Regions from separate parts of the Mus musculus genome. Here all the other regions are linked to region 3. The links are chromatin contacts, called in public Hi-C maps. All regions are on one chromosome and are shown on one strand. The core of a region is the stretch at or near the end of the contact, and the rest is flanking DNA. Distances in the headings are between cores, read along the strand shown.

Region 1 (3,912 bases), core at 969-3,468, 6.7 Mb before region 3:
CTCAGATTGGGAGGTACCATCTGGGTGTGAAATCCAGGGATCCATGAGATCTAAGCGAAGGTGTCTTGGCTTACAAATCATCACTGAAGTAAAACATTCAGCATCAAGTCACAAACAGGAGAATACAGAGAAACTGCAATATTGTGGGTGAGTGCTGTACACAACTGAATGCGAGGGGGCTCTGTCTTGAGGAAGGACGGAGGTTTTAGCTGAATTTGGAAACAGTTGCAGGTCACAGCTCGGATTTCTGTTAAAGTTCTGAATAATGGGGGTAGGTGTTCACTTAAGTTTCCTGGCTGGCACCAACTACCACCTGAACTCCAGATGGCAGCAGGTGTTAACCTACTTCTAGGGCTCAACCTTACAAGGCGTTCATCTAACTGTACTACAAACTGGAAAACAAAAACAAAAACAAAACTCTGGAAGCCCAAGGGCTCTGGAAGCCCTGAAGCATGACAGCCAGGGCTGGAATTCTCCTCCACCAGTCAGCAATGTCAAACCTGTGGGTGGTGACTTCACTGCCCTGTGCTTCAGAGCATGTCTCTAGCACAGGGATTTTAATGCTGTGACGAGAGTCGGTGAGTACACAGACAAGGCATTCAGAGTGCTGCCAGCTGTGTGGTCCATGTGTAATTTTAAAATATTAAGTGGGGCTGACAAACTGAGAGAAATTTTGAAAGCAATCCTCCACAGTCCTGAGCTCAAGGAAATAACATGTGAAGGACTGTGTAGTAGGAAGGCATGACTGGAGTGTGCCCAGCCGTTCTGGAAGAGCCATGTATATGTAATTTCTGGAGAATGGTGGAATAGTTAGCTCTCTTCTTCCTCATAGAAAATGGGGCTGAGGGTAGAAAATGGGGCTGAGGGTAGAAAATGGGGCTGAGGGCTTTCTCTTGCTGGACCTCCGTTTCTTCTGGTAGCCCTGGCTGAGATAAAGAATAAGGAAGAAGTCCCTCCCCCCTATTACTTATGCATCAAAAAAAAAAATTATCAGGTTAGCACAGCTCTTTTACCCTTCAAAGTTAGAGGAACGCCAACCTAATATAACATCATTGCCTGTACAAATAAAGAGAACGATTTTTTAAAGTCCCTGGTCCTCTATCCACCATATTTAAAAGCGATGTCATCCTTTGCTTCCAATTCTGCTGCGCAGCCTTCAAAAGAGGAGGAAAAAAAAAAAGGCAAGTGGGCGGGGGAGGGGGTAAAGTGGAAAACACCCGGATGCTGAAGACTCCCTTAGTATTTTTCTCCCCACTGCATGAACTAGGTATTAGCTGCTTAAATCGGGGTATAATTAATGGAGGAAACGGTTCTCAGTACTGGTTCTTGAGATCCAAGAGCCCACCCACCTATCACAGTGCAGAGCACGGACCTTCTTTTTCCACACATGGCCCAGGAGACAATAATGAGGTGGAGGCAGGCATGACCTTGTTTGAGGGCCCGCCTGGTGAAGCCCCTCACCCCACCCCACCCCCAATTCTAAAAAAAAAAAAAAAAAAAAAACGCAGGTCAGAATCTAGGGGCTTCTCGAGTTTTTCCTCCTACGCTCAAGGAAATGGGAAGGAGACTCGTTTTCATGGAGAACCAATTGAGCAGACATGGATGGGCACAAGGCTCATCTCACCTGCTGCTACAGGGTTGGGACGCGTTTTTCTATAGCATATCCTATCTGCGGCCCCCAACCAGTCGCCCCCGCACACACAGGCCTCGCCACGCGCACATCCCAACCTCCATGGGTGCTGAATCCTGCTGACTCACCCACCACGCGCACGCTGCGCTTTCGAGATGCCAAAAGTGGCTACAGGCCCTGGGGATACAAGCTTGTCAAAGCCGGTCAAGAATACTTGATTCCGATGACCCTCCTGTGCCAGGGCCACCCGCCATCGCCAGGCTACCTCGGTAGCTCCAGGGCAACCAGCTCCCAAACTCCTCAAGCTTGCCTTCTCCCTCCCCGCCCCCACTCACCGGCACCCGGTCCGGGTATTTCTTCCTAATCTTTTCACCTTCCTTTTTCCGATACTCGAAGGGGTGGTCCTCCTTATACTGGAACTTCATGATGGACCTCAGGATGTAGGGGCTCCCCGGACGGGGCCTGCTGCGCGCGCTGATGACTGCGTCTCGCGTCTGGCCACCCCCAGTCAATGTCAGCCTTATCACAATCGCTCCACCCGCGTCAGCTCCCACGCGCCAGTCGCCGCACTACGTGGCTAAACGTCCAGAGAAGGACCTGGAGATCTCGCGGCCTGAAGGTAAAGGACCACCAGGTAAAGAAATAGGGTGGCTTTTCCCAAGAGCTGGAAACACAAAAACACCAGGGCGGTGCTGTGACATCACGACGCCCCACCCCCGCTCCGCCCCCGGCGCTAAGGACCTGCTGGATCCGGGTGGACAGAAGCTTTGTTTATTTGTGTATCTTCTTTTCACCCAAGCTTTTCCTAAACCACTCCATCGAAACGCAAAAATCATGTAGTCGGGTTTTTATTTTTGAGGATTGATATTAAAGGTAATTTGTTAATTCAAAGAATGCTCTAACAAATGTCGTCTTCCCTCCCCTTCAAGTTTCTTGTTTGATGCCCAAAACAAACACAGAGGAAGAAAATCCAGCTGTTTCCAGAGCAATGGAATCAGGAGTCTGGAGTTGGAAAAGTGCCAGGCGTCACGAGATTTGTAGCCCGGGCTGAAATGTCCTGTGCTTGCATTTTGACCTTTGCCTGGCACCCACGACTGGCCTGCCTTCTCTGCCCCAACTCCTCCTTCTGACTGGTGTCCTTATGTTTGGATCTGTGCTAGAATTGGTTCTGAGACAACATAAACAGAGCATGACTCATGGATTTGAAGAAGTGTAAGGGTGAAGAACATGAAGTCATCAAGGTTAGAAGAAGCGATGCCAGCGATGAACACCAGGCTTCACTCACGTTCAAGGAGAGATGAATCCATTCATTTTATAAGGTTCACCCAGAAGCATGGTTGTTGAGTTCTTGAAAATACAGAGGTCAAATCATTTAGGTGTCTATGTTTCCCCAACAATACTTTGCTCTGGGGTGGGTATCACCTGTAGGGTAGTTGTCCTGATGAAAAGGCCTTATTGGGCACCAAAAGCTCTGACTGGCATGCTGGTGGAAGACCCTCAATAGTATAGAGAGAGTCAGCCCAGGCCCCTCTGACATACCGGGTTTCCATCTTAAGACTCTTTGGATGCGGGGTCACCCTTCTGATTCTACTGGCAGTAACTCCAGACCTATATCTTGGGAACATCGGAGATAAAGTTCAAGGATGCTTTGTGCTGTGAAAATAAAATGACTACTAAGTGGTACCAGGCAAGCAGCCCTGTTGCCTGATTTTATGTACATGACTTAGTGATATGGTTATAAAATATGGGCAAAATAAAGTGAACTGAATTTAACTGGCAAAACAAGAACATGAAATACATAGCCCACTTCTTGGTTTTCTCCTGGTAATCTTTCTTACATATGAAGACAAATGAATTGGTATATAATATTGTTGTATTTATTTATTGTTGTTTTTATTTTCAAATTAAAAATAGTTTAATACCCAGCTACTCATTTTACCCTTGACCCAAATACAATTAAGTCTTTCAGAAGAAATTTTACAACCAGTTGAGACAGATCTGGGATGAAAATGGTAATAGTGTTGTTTTCTGAGTAACCTTCAGGTTTGTTTTTTTGTTGTTGTTGTTTTGTTTTTTTTTTTTATAGATGTACAGTCTCAGCTAGTTGAAGGGCAGTTCTTCAGTCCACTGAAAATGTATGCAGTACATGAAAATTTAAAGATGAAATGTTGGTTAATCAGCTCTTAGGATTTTTAAAATGCTAGTCGTTTACATTAGAATGCAAAATGTATTGGGAGCTGGAGAATGGTTCAGTGGTTAAGAACACTGACTGCTCTACTAGA
Region 2 (3,956 bases), core at 1,116-3,615, 9.7 Mb after region 3:
TCACTCCTGTGATCCAACACAGGAGCAACCTTTTCTTTACCCCACCCCCACTTCTTAACACACTTTTTTTTGGGGGGGGGGGGGAACAAGTGCTCCATGCTGGAAGGATTGGAACTATGCTTTTAGAAAGGAACAATCCTAAGGTCACTTTTAAATTGAGGTCTTTGATTTGAAAATCAACAAATACCAAATTCCAAATATTCGTTTTAATTAAACCAGCAATGTGGATATAAGCATTAAGTTTTAGTTTTAAAAAGGTCAATTTTCCAAACATTCAGCAATCATATTTAAATTTACAGCTAGGAACAAGAGCCTTGGGTCATGTCCTACCAAAGAACATAACTCAATATTCTACACATGACAATCTGAATAACCTTAAAGCCTCTAATCCCATAACAGGCCACAAATTTTGGACAGAGAACTAATGATCCTCCTGAGAAAACTGGAAGAAATCCAGGGAAAAGAAATTCCTGTGTCCTCCAAACTCAGAAATCTCTAATTATGTCAGTATTCTCTGCTTTAGTCCTAGGTCAGATTGCACACATCTAAAATAACCTCTTAAAGTTTTCCTCCTAGCGACCTAAACCATTATTAATATCAAATTAACCATCAAAACACTTTCCTCTCAATATGCTGCACACAAACCTCCTCCTGGAACCTCCTCCATCTGGATCCTCCCCAATCAAAAGTATAGGTATTTAACATATAAGCAAGGAAGTAATGTAAACATGACCTTGGTCACAAATATGTCATCTAAAAACAATTTAGTCAAGGTATGGAGGAAATTCGAGAACCTGAATCTTTTTAAGTATTTTGAGCACAGGAACAATTGGCAAAAGGAATCCAGGTATAGACAAAACCCAGAGCCCAGAGCTCTGGGCGAAAAATGAGTTGCTGGTGAAGACGTTACACAAGTAACATGAGAAAGCAGAAAATGCAGGTCATCCACGCACCCCTGACCCAGGCCAGCAGGGCGGGCTGCAGCATCAGTACACAGGAGAAAGATCCTTATTCCTAAGAATGAGAAAGGCAAAGGCGCCCGATAGAATAAATTAGCATAGAAGGGGCTTTCCCAGGAGTTAAAACTTTCCTTCTGAGCGATTACCTACTAAAACCAGGGCTTTTGCCCACTACCATTTACCTAGGATCTTGGCTTGCACGGATTCATAGGGGCATATCCCTCCCCCTCTTCTTTAGAGTCGTTCTTAAAAGATCGCTCTCCACGCCCTAGGCAGGGAAAACGACAAAATCTGGCTCAATTCCAGGCTAGAACCCTACAAATTCAACAGGGATATCGCAAGGATACTGGGGCATACGCCACAGGGAGTCCAAGAATGTGAGGTGGGGGTGGCGAAGGTAATGTCTTTGGTGTGGGAAAAGCAGCAGCCATCTGAGATAGGAACTGGAAAACCAGAGGAGAGGCGTTCAGGAAGATTATGGAGGGGAGGACTGGGCCCCCACGAGCGACCAGAGTTGTCACAAGGCCGCAAGAACAGGGGAGGTGGGGGGCTCAGGGACAGAAAAAAAAGTATGTGTATTTTGAGAGCAGGGTTGGGAGGCCTCTCCTGAAAAGGGTATAAACGTGGAGTAGGCAATACCCAGGCAAAAAGGGGAGACCAGAGTAGGGGGAGGGGAAGAGTCCTGACCCAGGGAAGACATTAAAAAGGTAGTGGGGTCGACTAGATGAAGGAGAGCCTTTCTCTCTGGGCAAGAGCGGTGCAATGGTGTGTAAAGGTAGCTGAGAAGACGAAAAGGGCAAGCATCTTCCTGCTACCAGGCTGGGGAGGCCCAGGCCCACGACCCCGAGGAGAGGGAACGCAGGGAGACTGAGGTGACCCTTCTTTCCCCCGGGGCCCGGTCGTGTGGTTCGGTGTCTCTTTTCTGTTGGACCCTTACCTTGACCCAGGCGCTGCCGGGGCCTGGGCCCGGGCTGCGGCGCACGGCACTCCCGGGAGGCAGCGAGACTCGAGTTAGGCCCAACGCGGCGCCACGGCGTTTCCTGGCCGGGAATGGCCCGTACCCGTGAGGTGGGGGTGGGGGGCAGAAAAGGCGGAGCGAGCCCGAGGCGGGGAGGGGGAGGGCCAGGGGCGGAGGGGGCCGGCACTACTGTGTTGGCGGACTGGCGGGACTAGGGCTGCGTGAGTCTCTGAGCGCAGGCGGGCGGCGGCCGCCCCTCCCCCGGCGGCGGCAGCGGCGGCAGCGGCGGCAGCTCACTCAGCCCGCTGCCCGAGCGGAAACGCCACTGACCGCACGGGGATTCCCAGTGCCGGCGCCAGGGGCACGCGGGACACGCCCCCTCCCGCCGCGCCATTGGCCTCTCCGCCCACCGCCCCACACTTATTGGCCGGTGCGCCGCCAATCAGCGGAGGCTGCCGGGGCCGCCTAAAGAAGAGGCTGTGCTTTGGGGCTCCGGCTCCTCAGAGAGCCTCGGCTAGGTAGGGGATCGGGACTCTGGCGGGAGGGCGGCTTGGTGCGTTTGCGGGGATGGGCGGCCGCGGCAGGCCCTCCGAGCGTGGTGGAGCCGTTCTGTGAGACAGCCGGGTACGAGTCGTGACGCTGGAAGGGGCAAGCGGGTGGTGGGCAGGAATGCGGTCCGCCCTGCAGCAACCGGAGGGGGAGGGAGAAGGGAGCGGAAAAGTCTCCACCGGACGCGGCCATGGCTCGGGGGGGGGGGGGCAGCGGAGGAGCGCTTCCGGCCGACGTCTCGTCGCTGATTGGCTTCTTTTCCTCCCGCCGTGTGTGAAAACACAAATGGCGTGTTTTGGTTGGCGTAAGGCGCCTGTCAGTTAACGGCAGCCGGAGTGCGCAGCCGCCGGCAGCCTCGCTCTGCCCACTGGGTGGGGCGGGAGGTAGGTGGGGTGAGGCGAGCTGGACGTGCGGGCGCGGTCGGCCTCTGGCGGGGCGGGGGAGGGGAGGGAGGGTCAGCGAAAGTAGCTCGCGCGCGAGCGGCCGCCCACCCTCCCCTTCCTCTGGGGGAGTCGTTTTACCCGCCGCCGGCCGGGCCTCGTCGTCTGATTGGCTCTCGGGGCCCAGAAAACTGGCCCTTGCCATTGGCTCGTGTTCGTGCAAGTTGAGTCCATCCGCCGGCCAGCGGGGGCGGCGAGGAGGCGCTCCCAGGTTCCGGCCCTCCCCTCGGCCCCGCGCCGCAGAGTCTGGCCGCGCGCCCCTGCGCAACGTGGCAGGAAGCGCGCGCTGGGGGCGGGGACGGGCAGTAGGGCTGAGCGGCTGCGGGGCGGGTGCAAGCACGTTTCCGACTTGAGTTGCCTCAAGAGGGGCGTGCTGAGCCAGACCTCCATCGCGCACTCCGGGGAGTGGAGGGAAGGAGCGAGGGCTCAGTTGGGCTGTTTTGGAGGCAGGAAGCACTTGCTCTCCCAAAGTCGCTCTGAGTTGTTATCAGTAAGGGAGCTGCAGTGGAGTAGGCGGGGAGAAGGCCGCACCCTTCTCCGGAGGGGGGAGGGGAGTGTTGCAATACCTTTCTGGGAGTTCTCTGCTGCCTCCTGGCTTCTGAGGACCGCCCTGGGCCTGGGAGAATCCCTTCCCCCTCTTCCCTCGTGATCTGCAACTCCAGTCTTTCTAGAAGATGGGCGGGAGTCTTCTGGGCAGGCTTAAAGGCTAACCTGGTGTGTGGGCGTTGTCCTGCAGGGGAATTGAACAGGTGTAAAATTGGAGGGACAAGACTTCCCACAGATTTTCGGTTTTGTCGGGAAGTTTTTTAATAGGGGCAAATAAGGAAAATGGGAGGATAGGTAGTCATCTGGGGTTTTATGCAGCAAAACTACAGGTTATTATTGCTTGTGATCCGCCTCGGAGTATTTTCCATCGAGGTAGATTAAAGACATGCTCACCCGAGTTTTATACTCTCCTGCTTGAGATCCTTACTACAGTATGAAATTACAGTGTCGCGAGTTAGACTATGTAAGCAGAATTTTAATCATTTTTAAAGAGCCCAGTACTTC
Region 3 (3,525 bases), core at 200-2,699:
AGGAAGACTCCAGCCCACCAAGGTGCATTGCCCTGACAGTTCCTTCTCATTCCAGGACATGTGCATTCGCATTTCCCTTTGGATTTTACACAGAGAGGCAGATATCCAGCCTGAAGTAGGGTTGTCAAAAGGGGCCTCCCTCCTGGTATCCAAGACAGAGTGGGCGGGGACCTGTCGCCAGTCAGGCAAGCAGTCATTGTAATAGACTGGAAAGAAGACGTCTGTTGAATATTAAACTGACTTAGGCATGCCCTGGACGATACAATACAATCCATAAAATGCCCCCACGACTGCAGGTCATTTACTGCAGGTCCAGTCACCAGAGGACAAGACCCAAAGATGGACAGTGCTGTGGGATTCTGACTGTGCTGTGTCCTGAGTTACTAACACCATGGCGTCCTGAAAACGCACCTGTTGTCTGTTCTCAGTCCAAAGCATCAACTTCTCTAGGGGCTGCAAATGACCCAACCCTTTGGACTCCAAAATCTTAAAAGGCCATTTCTCAGAGTCTCTGAAGCAACATGTGGGTTCCAGTGCAAAAGTTCCATCGGAAGACATTTCCCAGGGGTCTTTCTTCTTCCCTTCGAATGAACCCTAAGCTCCACCATTTCCGCTCCCCACACCTCCTGGTGTCTAAAGACTACAGAACGGAAAGCACTAACCTGTCTCCAAGGCTCCCCCCGCCGCTGGAGGAAACCACCTGGTACAGAAGTTTGAGGTTGCAGGGATTCCCCTCTTCAGAGGCAGGTGACAGGTGGCATCCTCAGTGACTCTTCCAGTGCCTGGCGGAGCCTCCCAGGCTGGAGCAGGGAACTGAGTCCCCTGAGGAAGAGGAGTCGAAGGAGGAGGAGGGGGAGAGGGAGGACCTACCTGGGGAAGATGGCACACCCCCCACCCCCTGCCTGCTACCCTAGGGAGGAGGGGAGGAGCCTCTCCCAGCCAGGAGTTGTCTCCTCCCCTTTGGGGGAATCCCCCTCCCCCCCCAAACTGGATCTTTCAGGGGCTGAGGGCTCTTTCTGTCAGTTGGAGATCTGAGTGGAGGGGCTCTGCCCCGGTCCACTGTCTAGGTGCACGGAAGTTGAGGGGCGAGGTCTTCTACTCTCCAGCAAACTGGAACCAATTCCTGGCGGTTCCCTGGAGGGTCCTGGCTTGTGCGTATCAGGACGCCTCTCCGCGGTGAGTCCCGGGTGGGATGCGGGGTGCCTACTCCACAGGCATGGCTCCCTTTCTCTCTGCCTCAAAAGTCCCAAACTGTCTGGAGTGCGCTGAGGCGTGAGGGAGGTCTCACTCCGGGTCCTTCAGGTCTCACTACCCTTCCCGACTTCTGGGGGTCTCCGCTGGAGCCACCGTGGGAGGGACAGCCGCGTGCCCTGCGGCGATCTCTTCTGGCTGTCCGGGGAGTAGGGAGGGTCCTCCCTCCCAAGGGAGAGGGAGCAGGTCCCGGCACAGGGTGTCCCGAGGGTGGGGTCCTCGCACTCCGGCTCCCGCCCGCCTGGCCGGCCGGCCTGGACAGCAGGGTCCCGGAGGCCGCGGTCCGGGCTCCCGTCACCCGCTGCCGGGCGGCAGCGCCTCCCGGGTCACGTCCCCCGTCCGCCGCGCTTCCCGGAGCGTGGGGCTCCCCGCGCTGCCACCTCTGAGGCTCCGACCGGTCGGGGCAGCCAGGAGCCGGCAGGCGGACGGAGCGCGTCGGGGCTCGGCTCGGGCTCGGCTCAGCTCCGCTGCAGGCCCCGGCTCCTCCCCGGCCTCGGCGCCGCGCTCCGCGCCCCTCCCCCTCCCGCCGCCGCGGCCGCCGCCTCCCGGCGCGGGTTAAGGAGGAGCGCGGAGCCCCGCAGCCCACGGGTCGCCGACCCTCCGTCCCGGGCACTGGCGATGCCAGCGTCCACGCTAAGGGCCACACACACCTCTCATTGTGCTGTGGTCTACGCCTAAGACAAGTATTCCCAGTTTTCTCAGAAACGCATTTGATGGCTCCTCTCTTTCTCTTCCAGACAGCTTATAAAGGGTTATAGGGCCGGGCGTGAAGTTAAAGTTTACTCTTATCCTGGAGGTCAGTGAAAGATTGGATCGAGGATGTATAAAAAGATAAATGAGTCTGTTATAGAGAAATGAGCATCGGGAAATGGGGTCTTGTGTTAGTTTCGGCTCTGCAAACTTGTGCAAGGCCCTAGTTTCTGGAAGCATAGCCTGTGAAGAAGGGACTATGATACTCTGGCCTGCCTACTAATATGGATGTCGCAGTCACCAAAGGAAATGATTTACGAGTTGCTTTTTAAAATGGTCTAGTACACAAAGGGTTCAAAGCATGATTATTCATTTCCCTTATAAAATGTCATTTTTTTTTACCTTTGTGCTAAAGTCAAGTGACATTTCTATAGACTATGTTATCCTGAGTGCCACAGGGAGATAGAATGGGCTCTCAGCACATCCCTCTACTTCTTACAGAATAATCTCCATCCTGGGACAGGAAATAGAACCAGGTTAGCCCATCTCTTACCTCCCCAGTCATGCTATTCCAGTACAAACTCTTAGGTATATCACCCTCTGGCTTACTTTTCTCCAATTGTGTTCTATTATAAAATGATAAGACAAAAGAAATTGTTCACTTGATATTTGAATTGCTCAAAAAGATGACAGTTTGATGACTCCCTGTAGAAAGAGATGTCATTTGTCTTCTGGCTAAATATATGCCTACTGCCATTTACTTACATTCTTGTACATATAACCACATTACACATACAACGTCTGCATTAAGGCTTCACACTCTCCGTGTGTTATCACACTTGATTCTTACTGGCAATTCCATGCAGCAGTATCAGGCCTTTAGAGTGTAACTACAGCTTGAAGATATTGTTTGTGTCTGAGTTCATGTAATTCGCACCATTATGCAATTCGTAGTGTTACTTTGTGTCAGGTGTTGAACCCAAATGGCCTTAGAGCCAGGGTCTAAACCTCTAGTACATTGTTGGCTTAAACTGGGAAAACATGTCATTCTCAAATTGCCAGTCAGTGAGCCCCCTAACAAAGCCTCTTCCCTCCCCACACTTCCAGTATCCATGTGAAAAGATTCATTTCCTCCAGCCTAGTGGCACCCACTTGTGAGTATCTTGAGTTCAAGGGCAGCTAGAGGAGGATCTTGATTTCAAGGGCAGCTAAACTATATCATGAGACCCTATCTGTAAAAAGGATAAGATGGGGCCAGGCTTACAGCCCAACTGGTAGAGGGCTTGCCTGGCAAGCATGAGGCCCTGGCCTCTATCCCTAGCACCACAAAAGCACAACCCTATACAATGGCAAGTATTTATGGTCCCAACACTGGGGAGGAGAAACCAGGAAGATCAGTAGTTCAAGGCCAGCCTACACTATGTAATGAGTTAGGGAGGGGGAGGCATTGTTATAAAATAGGTCTTATAGCCCAGGCTAGCCTCAAACTCTCTATGTAGCAAAGGATAGCTTTAAACTTCTGATCCTGGAGTGAAGCATTGGCTTGAAGTTCAGAGCACCTGTTCTTCCAGAAGACCCAGGTTC

Evidence for each region. Hi-C and Micro-C count contacts between places; a contact is called where the count stands out from the background.
Region 1: a contact with region 3 is called in a Hi-C map of rod photoreceptor, with 4 times the contacts expected there. The contact joins the promoter of 1700101I11Rik here to the promoter of Foxj2 in region 3. A contact is called at or near these places in 2 of 39 promoter capture datasets (cranial neural crest and maxillary cranial neural crest) and 1 of 484 Hi-C or Micro-C datasets (rod photoreceptor).
Region 2: a Hi-C map of CD4 T cells shows a contact between it and region 3, with 5 times the contacts expected there. The contact joins the promoter of Gt(ROSA)26Sor here to the promoter of Foxj2 in region 3. A contact is called at or near these places in 2 of 484 Hi-C or Micro-C datasets (CD4 T cells and muscle stem cells).

The regions. Positions count from the first base shown.
Region 1 is chr6:129,531,590-129,535,501 of GRCm38.p6, reverse strand. It overlaps 1700101I11Rik (RIKEN cDNA 1700101I11 gene), which reads left to right and starts at 2,218. Exons shown (of 2, transcript NR_045270.2): 1 at 2,218-2,264; 2 at 2,560-3,555. It overlaps Gabarapl1 (gamma-aminobutyric acid (GABA) A receptor-associated protein-like 1), which reads right to left and starts at 2,310. Exons shown (of 4, transcript NM_020590.4): 1 at 1,966-2,310. The coding sequence starts at 2,055.
Region 2 is chr6:113,075,653-113,079,608 of GRCm38.p6, reverse strand. Gt(ROSA)26Sor (gene trap ROSA 26, Philippe Soriano) reads left to right here and starts at 2,365. Exons shown (of 3, transcript NR_027010.1): 1 at 2,365-2,435. It overlaps Setd5 (SET domain containing 5), which reads right to left and starts at 1,970. Exons shown (of 22, transcript NM_028385.1): 1 at 1,897-1,970.
Region 3 is chr6:122,818,108-122,821,632 of GRCm38.p6, reverse strand. Foxj2 (forkhead box J2) reads right to left here and starts at 1,449. Exons shown (of 11, transcript NM_021899.3): 1 at 663-1,449.